3 separate regions of the Mus musculus genome follow, and regions 2 and 3 are each linked to region 1. A link is a contact called in public HiChIP or PLAC-seq data. All regions are on one chromosome and are shown on one strand. Each heading gives the region's core, a stretch centred on a gene start, on an enhancer-like site or on the middle of the called end of the contact. The rest is flanking DNA. Distances are from core to core; before and after follow the strand shown.

What was found. HiChIP or PLAC-seq counts read pairs in DNA pulled down with a chosen protein or histone mark.
Region 2: a contact with region 1 is called in a FOXA1 HiChIP or PLAC-seq map of pancreatic cancer cells. The contact joins two enhancer-like sites. A contact is called at or near these places in 2 of 39 promoter capture datasets (hippocampal neurons and stem cell-derived epiblast-like cells), 2 of 484 Hi-C or Micro-C datasets (cortical neurons and embryonic stem cells) and 1 of 115 datasets of contacts at active chromatin or transcription factors (pancreatic cancer cells).
Region 3: a contact with region 1 is called in an HNF4G HiChIP or PLAC-seq map of pancreatic cancer cells. The contact joins the promoter of Slc16a11 here to the enhancer-like site in region 1. A contact is called at or near these places in 8 of 39 promoter capture datasets (cranial neural crest, embryonic stem cells, hippocampal neurons and 4 more), 6 of 115 datasets of contacts at active chromatin or transcription factors (embryonic forebrain, embryonic hindbrain, embryonic stem cells and 3 more) and 1 of 9 other capture datasets (liver).

Annotation. Positions count from the first base shown.
Region 1 is chr11:70,746,397-70,750,291 of GRCm38.p6, forward strand. Gm12320 (predicted gene 12320) reads right to left here. Exons shown (of 3, transcript NR_167739.1): 3 at 2,308-2,947. Among named protein-coding and RNA genes, the nearest start is that of Gm12320, 6.8 kb to the right of the region's middle. Within about 2 kb of position 1,730, at least 52 of the 459 cell types and tissues checked have an H3K27ac peak or open chromatin away from gene starts, as enhancers often do. A contact at or near this core is called in liver and pancreatic cancer cells, where this site is marked.
Region 2 is chr11:70,073,144-70,077,038 of GRCm38.p6, forward strand. No RefSeq gene overlaps it. Among named protein-coding and RNA genes, the nearest start is that of Gm32946, 2.6 kb to the right of the region's middle. Within about 2 kb of position 1,713, at least 39 of the 459 cell types and tissues checked have an H3K27ac peak or open chromatin away from gene starts, as enhancers often do. A contact at or near this core is called in pancreatic cancer cells, where this site is marked.
Region 3 is chr11:70,211,798-70,215,692 of GRCm38.p6, forward strand. It overlaps Slc16a11 (solute carrier family 16 (monocarboxylic acid transporters), member 11), which reads left to right and starts at 2,113. Exons shown (of 5, transcript NM_153081.3): 1 at 2,113-2,467; 2 at 2,705-2,915; 3 at 3,158-3,301; 4 at 3,487-3,895. The coding sequence starts at 2,714.

The sequences.
Region 1 (3,895 bases), core at 480-2,979:
TCTCTCTCTCTCTCTCTCTCTCTTTCTTTTTTCAAGACAGGGTTTTTCTGTGTAGCCTTGGCTCTTCTGGAACTCATTCTGTAGACCAGGCTGGCCTCAAAGTCAGAAATCCGCCTGCCTCTGCCTCCCAAGTGCTGGGGTTAAAAGCATGCGCCACCACGCCCAGCCCAAATGAACTTTTTCAAGTTGTCCCCTGACCTCTACATGGACACACACACACACACACACACACACACACACACACATTTAAAAATGAAATCAAAACATTGATGTGATACCATGTATCAACTACAATGAAGAAAAAAGTATTTGGCAAATATTTTAGTTGGCTCGGTGACTCTAATTCTGCTGCTCCATGTGGTGGACAACAGACGGCTAAGCTACAGGAAGAACAAGAACGAGTCCTGTTACGAAGCCATCCTGATACTTACTGGCTGTTTTCTTCCTTGGGTAATAGGAGCTCAGATTTTTTGCAAGAACAGCCAGTACTCTGAACTGCTGAGCTATCTCTCTAGCCTCTCTCTTTCTTTCTTAACTTTTTGTTTTCCGTGGGTTGGCTCAGGGGCTGGCTCAGCAGTTGAGAGCACAGGTTGCTCTTCTAGAGAATCCGAGTTTGATTCCTGTGACCCACATGGTGGCTGACAACCATCTTTAACTACAGTTCCAGAAGATTCGATCTCCTGGCCTCTGTGGGCGACAGGCAAGCAAGTGGTACACAGACACACATGCAGACAAAATACACATAACTGTAAAATACACACACACACACACACACACACACACATACACACACACACACACACACACACACACATATATATATATATATTAAATATCCATGCAGGCCACAGTGCACATGTGGTCAGAGAACAAGTTTCAGGAGTTGGTTCTCTCCTTTTTACTTGGTGAACCAGGATCTCTCTCTCTCTCTCTTTTTCTTTTTGTTGGGATTGATTGAAGTGCCACCAGCCCAGGTTCTCTCTTGTTCTTTCTACTGTTGTGCTGTATAAAGCAGGCTAGCCGACCTATGAGGTTCTAGGTCATTCTCCGCCCCTCCTCTTGTACTGGATTACACCTGAACAAGGGATTACAGATGCGTGCCACCTCATCCAGCTTCTTACTAAGCACAGGGGATCCGAGCTAGCGCCTCTACCGCCTGAGCTCAGAGTCACTTTTTTTTTTTTAAAGATTTATTTATTATTATATGTAAGTACACTGTAGCTGTCTTCAGACACCAGATGAGGGAGTCAGATCTTGTTACAGATGGTTGTGAGCCACCATGTGGTTGCTGGGATTTTAACTCTGGACCTTCGGAAGAGCAGTCGGGTGCTCTTACCCACTGAGTCATCTCACCAGCCCGAGTCACTTATTTTTAACGGACATTTACTGCATGCGTAGGTGGGTGCTGGGGCTTGACCCCAAGGCTTCATTCCTGGGGCAACTTTAATAGCAGCACTAGTACTTTATAATTTTATAATGAGAGCTTCTCTATAGCTTTAAAAAGTTTTGGGCATTTACTGTAAGAATAATAGTTGGCAGTCATTTGTTACCAGGAACCAGGACAGGTTAGAACCCTAAGACAGGAGACTGGAGGAGGAAAAAACAGTGAGCCAGAGTTGTTCACTAATGCATGTGTAATATCCTTTGATGACTCATAAACATACTTGGGGGTGGCCGTGCCTGGCTCTGTAGATCTTTGACCTGCATTGGATTTTGCCTGTCAGAACTGAGCCTTTTGTTTGTGGGCCACGGGTCAGGGAAATGTGGGCTATGACAACATGCCCAGCTGAAGTCTTCTCACCTAGTCCACCTTTTTTCACCTGTCAGCTATATCACCAACCCTGGCCTCAGCCTTAGTGCCATTTTGACTTTTTGCCTCTTCTACTTGGCTATAGCAGCCCAAGCAATTCCTTACAGCCTGCTAAGTAAGAACTTGACAAATGTCCTCTGGCACCATTCCTGCTAAACCATCAGTAGAGTCAACTTAGCATTGGTTTCTGTAGAAAGGATCTTTATGTACTGTGTGGAAGCATCAGCTGCCAATAACAAGCCTACGGTCAGTGAGCTGAGTCAGGATTAGAAGGTGGGACATCCGGCAGAGAGAGAGAGAGGGAGAGAGGGAGGGAGGGAGGGAGGAAAGAGAAAGAGAGAGAGAGAGAAAGAGAGAGAGAGAGGATTCTGGGAAAGTCAGGCTGGGGAGATTTGCCCCGAACGCTGAAGGAGATAGTTGAATGAAACTGAGAAGTAACCAACCCCAACCACATGGAACATAGGAAAAGATAAATGAGTAATTAAGTTATGAGCTAGTCGGGGAACAAGCCAAAGCTTTTGGCATTTATTCACGAAATATTAAGGCTCAGAGCCATTATTTCGGGGAACAAAGAGGCTGGGTAGGAAAGCCCTGTGGTTACAGATTGCACTGCCCATCCGACATGGGTGCACCTAGCTTGACTTAACAAGTGAGTGGTTTCTCTATGCAAAGATACCATTTCCTACCCGGTTGTGTCTTCCCAAGTACCTCCCTCCTCCCAGCCCCATGGCCCACCAGAAGCCCTGAGCATCTGTCGTTAGATGTATCTAGATGATACTTGTGATGCTTTGACTGAGAATGTGCCCCACAGGCTCAGCGGTTTGAACACTTGGTCTTCAGTTGGAGGAGCTGTTTGAGAAGGTTTGGGAGGTGTGGTCTTGCTGAAGGAATGATGTCACCGGGGAAAGACTTTGAGGTTCCAAAAGTCACATGTCATTTTGAGTTCGTTGTCTCTTTTCATTCCTGCAGCTCAAACTGTGAGCTCTGTGATTCATGTTCCTGCTCCTGTGTCCTTGCTCCTCCGTCAGGCATTCCAATCCTCTGGGACTCTAAGCCAAAGAAACTCTTCTTTTTATGAGTTCCCTTGGTCACAGTGTTTTGTTACAGCAAGTAGCTGATGCAATATTGTTCTAGTTTCTAGGGACAGGGTGGTACAAAGAAGAAGAAAAAAAAAAGACAACGGTTGATCAGGAAGTGCATGGCTATGCCAGACAAGGAGCCAAAGGGTTCCAGTTGTATCCTCTAGGTTTCAACTTGGTGACCATAACTTCCCCCGATATGCCTGTTTTCTTCCCTTTTGAAATATCTATGCCATGGTACATTGGAAATGTGAGATGATGGGTTCATGTTTCCTACCACCATAACTGAGGCCACTTCTGCTGTCATGTCTTCCCAACCATGTGGAAGTACCTCAAAACATGAATCAAAACAAACCTTTCTTCTCTCAGAAAAAAAAGAAAGAAATGAAGGAAGGAAGGGAGGGAGGGAGGGAGGGAGGGAGGGAGGAAGAGAGAGAGCAAGAAAGCAAGAAAATAAAATAAAATAAAATAAAATAAAATAAAATAAAATAAAATAAAATTTAGGGTCACTTGTGATGTCATACATCTTTAATCCCAGCACTCTGAAGCAGAGGCAGGCAGATCTCTGTGAGTTCAAGGCCAGCCTGGTCTATATACTAAATTCTTAGTTTGCTTGAGTTATACAGTGAGACTCTGTCTCAGGAAGAAAAAAGAAAGAACGATTTATAATGGGAATTCAGGGCTCATTAAGTATTGTTGAACTTACTGTGAATATGAAGAAAGTGGGACACACTTTGGGTGTCAGAGGATCACAGTGGTGAAGAGGAATAAGTGGGGAAAACTTTCTGGGGGAGGCTTATACATGTTCAACTGCAGAGGGTTCATTAGGGAGAAACCGTGGGAGCACACTGAGTGTGGAGGAGTCTTTAGCTATGGGTTTGATCTTCAGTGTCAGCAAACACGCCTGGGGAAATCTCTGTGAATATAAGACAGAGTTCAGCCTTGCTTGTCTTGTTGGGACCTCATGTTAGAAGAGGAACTCTTCCATATCACTGTGTCCTTGGGA
Region 2 (3,895 bases), core at 463-2,962, 670 kb before region 1:
AAAAGATGGGGCTGGTCATGATGGCACATGCCTATCATTCTAGCCCTGGAGGCTGAGGCTGAGGCTGAGGCTGAGGCTGAGGCTGAGGCTGAGGCTGAGGCTGTGGCTGAGGTAGGACTGAGGAGTTCTAGACAACCTGGGCCATACAGGGATACCTTGCCCAAACAAAGAAACAAATGAACAAAAGCAAAACAAAATAAACCCCACAGGGTTTCTCTGTCCTGACTGGCTTCAAACTCACAACATCTACCTGCCTCTGGCTCACTAGTGCTGGGATTAAAGGCATGCATTACAAAACCTGGCTGGGATTTTGATTTCTTTGTTGAAGTTGTTGCTTGTCTAGAGAAGTGTGTTTAGTCATCAGCTCTGTACACGGGCCTATGAGGCAGGACAGCCTCAGACCAGCTTTTGTCAGAATAAGGACCTTTTGCCAGGTTACCTGCTGACTTCATCTAGGGAGGATATTAAATGTCAGTTTGGCTACACACACACACACACACACACACACACACACACACACACACACACACAAGCTTAATTTCCTGAAACCCAGCACCGCGTTTTATCTTTAAAAGCTAAGAACAAAAGCTATTGCTAGCAGGAGTTACAGGCAGGCTTGGTGGGTGAGATAGACCCCCACCTCCACCCTCTAGGGCGGATGGGATGCTGGAATCCGGTGGAAGCATGGATCACATTTAGCCAGACTCCCAGTCCAGGGACCACTGGGTTTACAGCAGGCTCCTGTAGCCTCCCAGACACCTCACTCCCACTCCCAATCCCCTTCGTGCCTGCCAGGCTGCGGCTGCAGACGAACTTTCACTACACTTTACTGGGCTTTGCAGGCAGGCAAGGAGCAGGATGAAAAGACTGAATGATTTTGGTGCTGGGATCCTTCCTCTCCATCCGCAGCAATGGACCCCATCTCCCCACAAAGGACAGGAGCGCAGTCTCAGCTGGTGGTTCTCAAATATGCTCTTTGGCCAATCAGAGCACCGCAAAGTCTGTTGCAGGCTGCGTCAAAAACATGCATGCCAGAAGCTTCATCTTCTACTAGGTTGAAGAGATGCTTGTAGCAGACTTGAGTGTTGAGGATCCACAGAGGCAGTTGGTTAAAGGAGCTGGCTGAGAAGATACACCTGGGGTGAGACGCTGAGAGAAACTACTGCAGGAGATTCTACTACCCACTCAGTGCGTGGCAGTGATGCCCGGGGAGTGGGATTTTGTTCTGCGTGGGAAGACCCCACCCCGGAGCAGAGCTCTGGGTAGGTGCTCTTGTTTACCTCCAACCCTGCAGTTCTCACTCAACGGCAAGAAAGGATGTGAACTGTTAGAGATAGGTAAGACCCAAGACGGCCGGCCTTTGGCCAGTGAACTTAGAACACAGTCGTCCTGGCTCTGGATCTGGTTCAGCATATCTGGATTGGAACCAGAAAACTGGTATCTTCTGAGGCCACGCCTCCTTGACCTCACCGCAAGCAGTTTTCCCTGGTCACTCTAAGAGTGACCACTATTGAAAGGAGCTGGGGGTGGGGTGTGTGTGTGTGTGTGTAAGTGGTCAACTTAGTCTTAGGAGTTTAATTATGGATTTTTAAAAAGAAGCTGTAAGAACTAACGGTCTAACATTTCACTTTAGTATTTAGGAAAGAGGCATAAATAGTATTGCGAAATGTTGCTTAAGGGCACCTGAAACTGGAGCTGTACCACACGGTGGCGCTGCTATCCTGAGTGTAGGCTGGGCCACTTCCTAATCTCCATGTGGCTAACAGTCTCCCCGCCGCTGGTATTCCTGACTTATTACTTACTAAGACCTATTTTCCATCTTGGCTGTCCCGGACCCAGACCTGCCGTGCTCCTGGGCCACGATCCCCAACTCTTACGTGATGGTTATGCTCTTTCTTCTGCACCTCTTAGGCCTTGTCTTTGCTCCTTTCCCAGAGTGATGGCTCTCTCCCTCCTCCCTCGGTCCCTTGCCTGGGAATTCTAAAGTCCTCCTTCTGTCTCCCTGCCCAGCCAGTGGCCACCGGCAACTTTATTTACCAATCAAAACCAATTGGGGGCAGGGTCCCTCACTATCTTATGTGCAGATTCCCATGTAATTTTGGGCACCCAATAAACACAATACAAGAGTTAGACCAAATCCACAACACTACCCAGCTGCAAACCTGTGACCCACAACAGTTGGCACATGGGTGAGATATATATAAAAATGCAATAAGTGGCATTTGCATGTTGGTGGAGTTGACATTCACTCGACAGAGGGCAACCATGCCTCGTACTGGAACTAGCTTCCCGGAACTAGCAAGGTCATAGAGCTGAGAAGAGAACGTATTACTACCACCATTGTTTTTATTTTTCAGAGACTACTTTTAATATGGGTTCTTAAACACTTTATCCTCCCTTCTAGGCTACCGCCCAGCAGAGGCAGTGGGAAAGAGAGGTTATTAGGATACGGGGAAGTCAACCTGTTTAGAAAATCAACAGTCCAGTTCACAGGTCAACATCGGCAGCTAGATACACTCGAAAACACTTCACAGATATACAGTCAGTCAGTTCAGGAGTGTTGGAATAGCAAACACAAATCAGCAGCTGTGGCATGACCTAGCAGATATAGCCAGGCCTCCGCTGACTCAGCATGAGTCAGCAGGGACACCAGGAGTTCTTTGCTGTGTCTCTCTCAACAAAGTGAAGATCTGTGAAGATACTACAAGCATTGCAAAGCTAGCTGTGCAAGCCCCCATCACTCTCCGTCGAGTCCTATTTATACTCTCTCCAAACATCATGTGTCCTCCATGGATCTTGCCTCATCACATGTCTTGCCTCAGCATGTGAGTCTGTCTTAACAAAACTCCACGTGAGTCTGGACCGGCTGACATCACTCTGCCAATCGACCCGAGTCCGGGGAAGTGGCAAGAAGCCGCCAGCACACCACCAGAGGTTTTTGGTGTGTTTCTCTCTATGGATTCATGGCAAGCAGAGCTCATCATTGCCATGTAAGGTGAACCAATACATGCCTGTCATTAGTGAAGCATCCTTCATCACGCATCCTTTCATGTGCAAAGGATGAAAAACATCCTTTCCCCTGTGTCTGCTTCAGAAAAACAGTCCTTCATGTGTTTGCCTCAGCAAAACAACAACCAACACAACTGACTTTCCAAAGAAACTGTAAGTTTCCACTTCATACCACTTTGCTAGACAAGCATAACTTCTTCCATCATTCTAAATCTTATCCTGTAGGTATCACACCTGTCAAAGGAGCCTCTCCTGGCAGCGAATGGAGACCACCACAGAAGACCACAACTGGACACAATGCAGAGACCAATAGATTGTAGGAGGCCCAGCCATGATGGAATATATCTACATCACAGCTCCTGCACCTATCTATGGCTTAGGGAACATTGTGGAAAAGGGGGCAAAGGGTTGTAAGATGCAGGATACAGAAAGTGAAACAGTCTTTTGTAGGCATGGCTGTGTAAACAAGGCCAGAGCAATGATGATATTGATGGATAGGTTAACATGGAAGGGGGAAGTTTTCATGGAGGCCCACCCCTAGACGACCTACAGGAAACTAATGACTGCTGGGAGAGAGACAATTGGCTTCTCTTAGGGATGAGCCTTTTATTGTTTGTCTAGTTCAGAGTGATCAACCTTGAGCCATATATACACCACCAAAACAAATGGACTCAGCAGGTTGTATTAAAATACATTTGTGCATACACATATACATATATGGCAATAATAAAGGAAAACAGGTTATACATTATCAACTTCAGAGGGGGGGAGGTGCATGGAAGGGCTAGAGGAAGGTGCTGGAGGCAGGAAAGAAAGTGATACGATTCTATTTCAGTTTAAAAAATACATTTAGCTGGGGCTGGAGAGATGGCTCACTGGTTAAGAG
Region 3 (3,895 bases), core at 863-3,362, 530 kb before region 1:
TGCTGATGCAAGGCGATTGATTACCTTTAACCCCAGCACCTGGGAGGCAGCATAAGTTCAAAGTCATCCTTAGCTACACAGTGAACTTGGGTCAGCCTGGGCTTCAGGAGCTACACAGTGAACTTGGGTCAGCCTGGGCTTCAGGAGCTACACAGTGAACTTGGGTCAGCCTGGGCTTCAGGAGCCTCATCCTTCCCACCCCCACCCCCCAAAAAAGAAAACTCCATTTAATGTTTCAAAAAGCATTCATACTTTATAACCCATGTGATTCTAAAAAAAAACTCACAGGATTGGTGTGGTTCCTTGACCTTGAGTTTACTAACTTGGTTTTGAGTCTGAAGTGGCCACTTGGCAAAGGGAGGCAGTGCTGTAGATAGAGCCTTGTCCAGTTGCCCTGGGCTACGGTGGTGCCCGTGAGGGCTGTTACGGATCCTATTCAGACACTGCTCTAAGTCTCTTACTTTCACATGCATACGCCATGACGAATTTAATCCTTACAACAACCCTATCAGGTAACTGTTATTATAACCATTTGAAAAACAAGGAAGCAGATCCTCGTTTGCACTCAGATAGCGAAGCGAGAGTCAAGCTTAGTAAGTCTTCTTGGGGTTCTAGGTAGGGGGTCCACTTTTCCAATGTTCATTAACTCCATGGACAACACACATTGGCTCTGGCTATGAGCATGAGGAAGACGAGGAACATGCCCTTTCACAACCAATCACCCTAGGCTCCGGATTTTGCATTCTGCCAAAGTACACAGCATTATTTGGTACAACCCAGAAATAGTCTCCTCTCTGGCTGTATTTCTATTTCATCACGGAGAGAGCCATTCCTTTGGGCTGGCCGGGTTCCACTTACAGAGAGCAGACTTCTTACTGGCCTTCTCAAGAAACCAGCCAGCTGTTCCCTGCCTCCTTGGTGGCTGAGTACCTGCAGGCGCCACCACTCCGGTGGCTTTCACAGACAGCTCCTGGCTGGTGAATGCAGTGAGGCCACTTTCCTAAGGTGTCTGTGGCAGGGCCTCACACCTTCATGGTCTTCTGTTCTAGGACATTTCAGCAGAAAAACCATTTATGTGAAAACCCAGAACTGAGAAAAGGGTAGACTTACTGAGGAGGGAGGACGCTGATTCCCTGGGGTGGGAGTGTGGGATGGGAAGGTAGCCTGGCTCTCCTTTAATGGTTGTGAGGCCTTCCCCAAACACAGTGATGTGCTTCTGAAAGTCTGTCTACTCTCTTTAGTCTTCCAGTTTCACGACTTCTCAGCTACGTTTCTTCCCTTTCTAGGCTGATACTTTCTCATCAATTAGGAAACACCGCCATCCCGTGGCTACGGGTTGATATAAGCTCCAACCTGCAAATCGCTGAAATTTCAATGGCATTGTTTAATGATTAAACCAAATGAATCAAATGGCGGAAGTAAAGCAATAGTGACTGCTAAAGAAGGTTGCTCGTTAAAATCTTCAAGAAAAACACCTGGGTTTATTTCTCTGAATTCTTCCTTAAAAAAAAAAAAATCTTGCCCAAGCCTTTCAGCTATTCCCAGCCACCCTCACACTGTGGCTCTGCATGAATTCTGTCCTTTCCACTACAGTTCACATCAATCTGTCTCTCCAAGCTCTTTCCCTCAACTGTCCCCAATCTCTGTGTCACTCCTAGGTCTGTTCTCCCTGTATCCTCCCACGATAGTATAAACCTAAGTTCAATTTTTTTTTTTTTTTTAGCTGAACGCTTTGGGGTGGGTTAGGGGTCAGCTATTACATTTGTAAAATGGGGATAGTGCCATCTTCATAGGGATATTGTAAGGATGAAATGGCCAAGTATGTAAAGACTGCCTGGAACATCACAGGTCTTGGTACCGAGAACTCGCCTTCCTTTCTAGTGAGGGCATGCTGGTGTTGTCCATTGGAGGCCAGTGATTTGAGTGATTTGATGTTGGAGCTTTACAGGATCCTCAACAACAAATCCGAGAATCCAAGAACTCATTTAGGTTTTGGAGACCACTGCTATTTTCATGCGTGGGCAGTTGGCCGGGCGAAGAGTGCAACCGGGCTCTTCTTGCGTGCGCAGCAGGTGCGTGGGTGTGAGCCCCGCGGCGTGAGAGGCGCGGGGAGAGGCGGGGCGCGGCCACCAGGTACGCTCACTCCTCGCGGTTCCCCAACCAGGGCTGGGGCTCGTGTGTGGATAATTCAATCCTCGTGGGACTCGGCGTCAGGCCTTAGCCAGGCCTGGGTGGATTGGCTGTCTCTCTTTCCCCCGCCCTCGGTATTCACCCCCACCCCCACCCCGTGTCCCAGGTGGCTTGGGCCCCTGTGGTGATCTCTGTTTACTGGAGAGAGCGGTCCAAGTTGGGCTCCATCTCTGTGCTGGCTAGCTGCTCCGCAGAACCCTTTCTGCGGAAAGCGCGGAGAAAATCCGGCCGAACCCACCTTCGCCCTTTCCCTACCCCCAACGCCGGGAGAGGTCGGGTAAGAGAAAGAGGGTTTGGGAAGGATGAGCCCCTGGCCTGGGGGATCCTGCTGCCCCTCCATCCCAGGACCTCACGCGCACCTAGGACTTCTATCCCTAGGCCTGGTTCCCGCGCCCATGCTCCGGGCGACGTGCCCTCCCTGGGCGAGCAGCCCGAGGCTGGATCTCAGGGACGTCAGCTCCCTAGCGGAGGCCCAGGCGTGGAGACTTCATTCACAGGTGTTTCCCCACCCCAGCAGACGGCGATGACCCCCAAGCCGGCCGGACCCCCGGACGGGGGCTGGGGCTGGGTGGTGGCGGCCGCAGCATTCGCCGTGAACGGGCTCTCCTACGGGCTCTTACGCTCCCTGGGCCTTGCCCTCCCCGACCTCGCGGAGCACTTTGAACGAAGCGCCCAGGACACTGCGTGGGTCAGCGCCCTGGCCTTGGCCGTGCAGCAGGCAGCCAGTGAGGGGGGCCCCCCGAGGTGGGAGGCGGGCACCGGGTGGAGAGGCCGTGGATGTAGTGATGGGAGACAGCAGACTTGATTACCAGACAACCTGAGAGTTACTGGTGGAACCAAATTCTAGAAGAGTGGGTCTTGAGGTCAATGGGAGGAGTTACCAGGCCAGGCAAAACAGCCAATGAGAAATGTTTCGGATAGTTTGGGGGTCCCGGGGCATGTCTTCGTTGACTCCGCCCCCTTCTAGGCCCAGTGGGCAGCGCCCTGAGCACTCGCTGGGGGGCACGCCCCGTGGTGATGGTTGGGGGAGTCCTAACCTCGCTTGGCTTGGTCTTCTCGGCTTTCGCCCGAAGCCTCCTGCACCTCTACCTCGGCCTGGGCCTCCTCGCTGGTAAGAAGAGTGGGGTGGCTGTATGTTTAAGGGGTGATAATGGGGACAGGAACTTCTTATAGGATAGGGGACTGTACAAGGCGGTGTGTGTGTGTGTGTCCGCGTGAGCGTGCAGAGGAGAAGAGGGGCTAAAGAATGTTTGCAAAGCCATGCCTGTACCCTCATCCTGTCCTATCCATTTGCAGGCTCTGGCTGGGCCCTGGTGTTTGCCCCAGCCCTGGGTACCCTCTCTCGGTACTTCTCCCGCCGTCGGGTCTTGGCGGTAGGGTTGGCGCTCACCGGTAATGGGGCATCCTCGCTGCTCCTGGCACCTGCCTTGCAGTTCCTCCTTGATACTTTCGGCTGGCGGGGTGCCTTGCTCCTCCTTGGCGCTGTCACCCTTCACCTCACACCCTGTGGCGCCTTGCTAAGACCTTTAGCTCTCTCTGGTGACCCGCTGGCCCCACCTCGCACCCCCCTAGCTGCCCTTGGCCTAGGTCTGTTCAAGCGCCGGGCCTTTTCAGTCTTTGCTTTGGGCACCGCCTTGATCGGGGGCGGATACTTCGTCCCCTACGTTCATTTGGGTCCGCATGCTTTAGATCAAGGCATGGGTGG